Regions from separate parts of the Mus musculus genome. Here region 2 is linked to region 1. The links are chromatin contacts, called in public HiChIP or PLAC-seq maps. All regions are on one chromosome and are shown on one strand. The core of a region is the stretch at or near the end of the contact, and the rest is flanking DNA. Distances in the headings are between cores, read along the strand shown. Region 1 overlaps Rab11fip4 (RAB11 family interacting protein 4 (class II)). Region 2 overlaps 9130204K15Rik (a long non-coding RNA gene).

Region 1 (3,458 bases), core at 626-3,125:
TCTGTGCAGTCACATTACCCCTAGAAGACTGGTTTTCACACATCTACAGTGCTGACTCTCAGGATCAACTAAGACAATAACTAAGCAAGGAATAACGAACGTTGCACCATGCTCGCCAAGGATGCTGGGTGAAAAGGTGCTTGCTTTGAGGGAGCTGGAGGGGAACAGGTTCTGGCAGGAATGGGCAGAGGGGCCTGCCTGCAGCTCCACCATCAAGGTACTTGGTCAGGAGTCTTGGAGAGCACCTTCTTCTTTATGCCTCAGTTTCCCTTTTTGGAAAAAAATGGAAGCGCTGAATAACACTAAATACCAGCAGCCTTGGGAGTCTATAGAGTTGGGGTGTCTCCCCAGGGTTGTTTGGGGTACACACGAGGTTAGGGAAGAGATGAAAACCAGAGTAGCCAGTGTCTCCCTCTAAGGCACAGGGCCCTGTGGAGGACTCAACCAATGTCCACAAATAATGGCAAGACCTGAAGCAGGTCCTGATGGCTGCTCTCCTCTCCTCCTGACCCACCCCTGTTTGACCAGGTGCACAGGATACCTCAGTCAGGGCCAGAAAGAGCAGACTGAGCCAAACCTGAGTTTGCTTTAGGCAAATGTCTGTTAAACCTCGGTTCACTGAGATGAGACAGGAAGAGAACTCTGCAGGGGTTCTGATGGGGGAGGGGTGAGCCAGTCATGAAAGGTTCTCTACCCTCTTTTCCTGGAGAGGATGCATCTTGGGTGACACTGGGGAAGAATCTTCCCAAAGGGTGATGCCTCCAAGCCACTTTAGGAAGCTACCTTTGAGCTGCTGTGCTTTCTCAACATAGCACACACACACACACACACACACACACACACACACACACACAGGCAGGTTTTTTTCTCTGCATTTGAGCCATATATGGGTTTTTCTTCCCAAAGCTGAGGGTCCCTGATGGAAAAACTCTCCTGGGCTGGTAAGAGCACCCACTGCAACTCATGGACCTGAGCTTGGAGCCTAGCAACCGTGTTGTAAAACGCTGGGTATGGCTTGCATGTGCACCCCCAGTGCTGTTGGGAGTGCAGACAGGGGCATCACTGGGGCCTGCTGGCAACCAGTCTAGCTCTAGGTTCAGGGAGATACCCTGCCTCAAAGGAATAAGGAAGAGCAGGACACCCACCTGGCATCCTGCTCTGGCCTCCCTGCTTATTCACAGGAGCTGAACCCTGCACACGCGCGTGTACACAGCACCCCTCCCCCTTCCAGGGTTTGTTGGTGAAAAAGATGAAGGAAATTTCAAGAGCTAAGGTGGTGAAGAAGGACTATTGGGACGTCTCTGGCTAGGGTAAGATACCATGAAAGGAGACCTGTCACCATGGCCCAGGCCACCCGTCCTGGGTAGTGTAGCCTCAGCTAAGCTGTGGCTGGAGCCCTTTCAAGACTCCATCCAGCATGTCCAGGTGTCACCAGCGGCCCCTTAATCAGTCTGAGCTGCTACAGTGCAGAGTCCCTCTGGCCACCCACGAGAGCTTTGTTTAGTGTCTGAATAGTAATGAAAATGACAGGCGTGTGGGTGGCCCCTGAAGTAGGCTGTCCTCTGTCCCTGCCTTCAGCAAACATTTCTTCAGCTCCACGGGGAGAATGACAAGCTCCCAGGAAGTCCCCAGGGAAAGGACAGATGTCCTGCTGTACATTAGGAGTAAAATAAAAATAGCCTTGGGAAGAGCATAAAAGCATGGAGGTGACTGATCACCCGCCCACACGTCTGGGCCGTATGTCACCCCAGGTCTCTGTGGTAGACAGAGCTGGGCTGGAATCCCCCCTTTTCCGTTCACCAGTGGTGTGAGCAAAGGCCAATGACTCAGCCTCTGAATTCCACCTCATTATCTGCTGGGATTTAGAAACACGCAGGCTCTAGAGAAGTAACACTGTCCCAACTCCCTGAGCTGCTCTCCTCAGAGGCTGCTCTCAGCAGACGCTGCTCTGCTGCGTGCTGGCTGGCGGCTGCATATTGGCTGGTGGCTAATCCTTCCGTTTCCTCTCACAAGAGTTTTCAATCTGCTGAATTTAAAAACGGAATTGGATCATTTAAGAACCCCAGCAGGGTGGTGGGGACAGTAAAAAAGGGAAGGCTCACAGTATTTCAGGGGTAATTAAGACAGAAGTGGCCATAAGGTCACCTCCTGGATGTTTCTGGAGTCCTGTTGGTGGAGATTTAAAGGAAGGAGAGTCCAGAGGGCTGGGGACTTCACACTGGGGCAGCCAGAGGATGTGACTGTGCTGGACCTAAAGGATGGACACAGCAAACATTCAGTTGTGGGGAATACCGGGGAGCAGAGAAAAGGTGGAGAGAACAAGAAGACATGGGAGGGGTGGACAGGAGCTCAGGACAGGCGGCAGTGGTACCAGCTGGTTGGGGGTGCAGCACCTGCTTTGGTGGCTGGAGAACACAGAGGGCAGGGAAGCTGGCCAGGAAGTCACCATGTCCTCTGCTGGGGGTGAGGGTAGTGATTAGCAGGGGCTCAAGGACCCAGGTTTGTACTTAGGAAGGTGCTGGAAGGTATAGGGGGGGAAGACAGGTAGAGCTTAATGAGGCCAGTCCAGTCCAGAAGAGAAGCCAGGGCCATGTGGGGATGGAAAGAAGGAAGTTTGCTTCTGGTGTGACAGACACAGGGAGGCCAGGTTGACACCTAGGGGTCATTTCCTGAATCTCTATAGAAAAGGAGATGGTGACCAATGCACCTGGGGCATCGGGTAGGTTTTGGTCGGCCAGGGTGGCATGTCTGCCTGATCACAAATCCAGGTCCCCTGGACTCTCAGACACAAGGCCCTCCCGGCCAGTCTTCCATTGTCTCACTGATGACACAGACCGGTCTGCAAGGGCAGCCGTGGCAGAAGAGGGAACTTGTCTCCACCAAGAGGACACGGGTGGCTCTGGCTGACTGTGAGGGACAAGGTTTTGTCCTATGGCTTCAGTGACCTGCTTCAGGGAAGGCCACAAACACAGCTTCTTCTCTCGGTCACTCAGCCAACACCAGCCCCCAGGTGTGCTGAGGTCCACAGGGTGCGGGCAGATGAGTTTGAGGCCCAGGGTACATCGGGGTACATGATAGCTCAAAGGCACAGCCACCACCGCCCTGTTCTCTCAGTGGGGAGGAAAGACATGGATACCCCTACTCTGAGCTACTGACAGGACAGAGACTGGGAGACTCTCGACCAATCAGTTGGGTGGAGGTTCTCACTTTGCAAGGCTGCTTTTCGGTCTTTCCCTTTTTCTTTTCCTTTCCTTTCTCATTTTTTATTTTTGTTTTTATTTATTTATTTTGAGGCAGGGTCTCAGGTAGCCCAGGTTGGCCTTGAACTCCTTATCTTGTGTCTACCTGTAGCGTGTTTGGGATTAGTGCTGCCTGTTACTGTACACTGTTTATGCCTGTCTCCATGAAGTGCAGGGAATCAGAGCTTTGTGCATGATAGACAAACATTCTACCAACTG
Region 2 (3,328 bases), core at 558-3,057, 170 kb before region 1:
GAAATTTACCCACAGACAGAGGTTTGTCCCCTATGTGATTCTAGATCCTGTCCAATTGATAATATGTATATGTCACACACACACACCAGATGCATATGTACCACATACATGTATTTATGCACCATATATTATATATGGCTCTGGATAATATGAACCATAATATGACTCCATTAGAAAGATGCTGGTTTGCTCCTGGAGTGACAGGAAACTGGGGAACCAGGTCGGCTATGCAGTCAGCAGGTGTGGAATGCTATGGGAGTTTCCCACTGAGCCCGCTAGCAAAAGTATCCATTTGGGCATTATGAGTAGATATTATCAAGTAGGCGCGTACAAAACCACACAATCTATGTATGAGTCATGAGGATTGAAGATACCTAGTTAAGATTGTGACCTTAAATACAATTTTATTATATATGCATGACATCTTCCCACATGCGTTTCCATGCCTGTGACTCTTGTTGCTATAAGATTTTTCCCGTGAAGGGTTTCAAGAGTCAGTGAGTATCTGCTAGAGTAATAATCGCCATGTTCCATTGCCCAGCTATATCTTTACTTGACCCCATAGCAAGTTCTTGAGAGCAAGAGACATTGGGGAGAGGCAGGAGCACTTGGTTCTCTGGCCCCTGAGTTATCTGCCAAGAAGAACTTGTCATTGCGTCCTCCGTGAGTGTAAGGACAGCAGAGATGGCTACTTTGGCGAGACAGCAGATCTAAGGCAAGGAAATCACATGCCCAGAGCCCCAAAGGACTTGGTTAAGAATGAGGCTCTCCTGCTTGATGTAAGAAATGTGCTAATAGGCATGAGGACCCTGAGAACACCAAGCACTGAGCTCCATAGAATAGACCACCTTTAATCGGTAAGTCTTAGCTGGCCTGGCTACCTGGTGGAGTTGGTGGTGTATCATAGTTTAGTAGGAGAATGCTTACAAGGCCTGTGTAGCATCTCCAGTACCACGCCCACAAAAGCAGTACTTCAAGAGTATATATATATATATATATATATATGTGTGTGTGTGTGTACATATATATGTATATATGTGTGTATATATGTATGTGTATATGTATATATGTGTGTGTGTATATATATGTGTGTGTGTGTGTGTGTGTGTGTATAGTGAGCACTTTTCTGAATATATTCTGAGATCAAGTTCAACACCGATCATTTATGCACTAAGTCTCATGTGGCTGCTGGGTGTGAACCAATAGTAGATTAAGTTGTGGTAGTGACCCTGAAGCTTTATCCCTCAAAGAAGCTTCCATTCTGGCTCAACTGGGAGCCAGTGGTCAGGTTAAGGTGAAAGGTGATGAAGCCTGACTCATTTGGTCATTCACTTTGTGACAGACACTGTGGGACTAAAACAAGGAGTCAGACTGGTAAAAGCTGTAGAGGGGTGGCATAGGTGAGAGTGGGCCCGGATAAACGTGATGTCTGCAGAGAACAGAGCTGTTGCAGTTGCCAATTAATCGCTACTTAAATCTTGGGGATCAGTGGCACACAATTTTCAGGACCAAATCTATAGCATAGAGCAAAAAAACCCCATAACCTCTCAAGGACAGAGTGTCTTCTCGCAGCTGAGACTTGAGGAAAGCAACTTCCTGGAGGAAGAGGCCATGCACAGGCTTTGAGCTTTAGTGTCCTGGGGATTAGTGAGTTTTATGAGAACAACACAATAGGATTAAGCCACATCAATCAAAGCTGGCTTGGCTTTGGCAGCAAGCCCTTGAAAGGGTGAAAAGGCAGAGGCAGCTGTGGGTTTTGGTCGCATCTGGAGGGAATGACTTGTATTGAGAGCACGCCCATCTCCTGATCCACAAGGGATGACTCAGACGGGCCCAAGGGTGCTCACTACTGGACCACCAGATCAGCAAGTGGGGTCTTTACTGTACTTAGAGATGTGTCGCCCAGTTGGCTTGACTAATGTGTTCCCAGGGAAGTAAGCTGGTGTGGGGGCTGTGGGGAGAGAAATCTCTTCCTGGTTGTACAACTGGAGGATTCTCTCCGATGGTGATATTTGTCCCTGGCTGCTCTCCCACACCTCAGTAATCAATCCTTCTCAGAAAGCAAGCTTGCTGGGTAAGGGGAAAGGGTGGAAGAGATCCTCCTGTCCTTAGGAGGAGGAAACAGAAAATAGAGAAAAGTGTCAATCTTAGCAACCTGATGGAATTTACGTAGCAAAGAGAAAAGGCTTCTCATTGGGAAAAAAAAAATTAGGGTAATTGGATGAAAATTGTACCTGGAAGCCAGTGAGCTGTCCCCATAAAGGGACCAGCAAAAAGGGACTGGAGGGCCTGCTCAGCTCCTGCTCTGTCTCAGGCTAGAATTCTGACAGGCAGGAAGCCATGCTGACCCTCAAGCCTTCAGAAAGGCCACACAGTCCTTAGGTCACTGGGTTGTCCCAAGAGCTCCCAGAGGGCAGGAAGGATCGCTATGGTTATGATGTCTATTTGACAATTGAATGCTCAAAGGATTAAAGTAGTTTGCCAAAATCTACGCATTTGATCACTCCCTGAGCAGGGACTGGGCCCTCCTTTTCAGCCAGCCACTCCTGGGAAGAGAGATGAGGAAGTAAGACCCAGCCCAGCATACTGCCTGCTGTGCGATCTCTAGTGATCTCTAGCTACACCTTGCTTTCAGCATGAACATCAATCTAAGTGAAGATGAGAAAAAGGGCTGAGAGGGATGGGTGGGTAACACTCTTGCCCAAGGGGCCAGCGTCTGTAATAGCAGCATTTCCAGAACGTGCTATGGCCCCTGGAGAGGCCATGGGTCCTGAAGTAAACGTGTGTCGACATGTCCACAGTCCCTTCCAGACAGAGCTGACCCAGGATCACACCAGCTGGCTGGGTGACAGAGGAGAGCAGACTATTTGGCCTGGAGTCAGGCCAGTCTGACTGACAGAGTCATGTCACTCTGCCCTGAAGCTTTGTGGTATCACCCTGGATATTGCTACCCTCCTTCATCACACCTCACTCCACCACAGCCAGCTGTGACTGAGTGGATCTGGGGAACTTACAAGGTAATGGCACCCTGCCTGCAGCCTGGGTGAGGACATCACCACATGACTGGAGGCGGCAGGAGGTGTGTGTACTGCGGTCATCAAACACTAAAATCCAGGAACCAGAGAGATGGCTCCGCAGTTAGGAGCATGCACTACTCTTTCAGAGAACCTGAGTTTGGTACTAGCACCCATATTAGGCAACTTACAATCACCCACAACTCCATCTGCATGGAATCTTAAGCCTCTGACCTTGTGGGTACTGGCACTTACTTGCACACACACACACACACACACACACACACACACACACACACACACTTACTTTTTAA

The links. HiChIP or PLAC-seq counts read pairs in DNA pulled down with a chosen protein or histone mark.
Region 2: an HNF4G HiChIP or PLAC-seq map of pancreatic cancer cells shows a contact between it and region 1. The contact joins two enhancer-like sites. A contact is called at or near these places in 2 of 39 promoter capture datasets (embryonic stem cells and second pharyngeal arch cranial neural crest), 3 of 484 Hi-C or Micro-C datasets (the G1E-ER4 cell line, embryonic stem cells and nephron progenitors), 1 of 115 datasets of contacts at active chromatin or transcription factors (pancreatic cancer cells) and 2 of 9 other capture datasets (embryonic stem cells and macrophages).

What each region holds. Positions count from the first base shown.
Region 1 is chr11:79,609,573-79,613,030 of GRCm38.p6, reverse strand. The region is part of intron 1 of Rab11fip4 (RAB11 family interacting protein 4 (class II)); the gene reads right to left. The region is part of intron 2 of Rab11fip4os1 (RAB11 family interacting protein 4 (class II), opposite strand 1); the gene reads left to right. Among named protein-coding and RNA genes, the nearest start is that of Rab11fip4os1, 12 kb to the left of the region's middle. Within about 2 kb of position 1,875, at least 167 of the 459 cell types and tissues checked have an H3K27ac peak or open chromatin away from gene starts, as enhancers often do. A contact at or near this core is called in pancreatic cancer cells, where this site is marked.
Region 2 is chr11:79,778,335-79,781,662 of GRCm38.p6, reverse strand. All of the region lies in intron 2 of 9130204K15Rik (a long non-coding RNA gene), which reads left to right. Among named protein-coding and RNA genes, the nearest start is that of 9130204K15Rik, 17 kb to the left of the region's middle. Within about 2 kb of position 1,807, at least 58 of the 459 cell types and tissues checked have an H3K27ac peak or open chromatin away from gene starts, as enhancers often do. A contact at or near this core is called in pancreatic cancer cells, where this site is marked.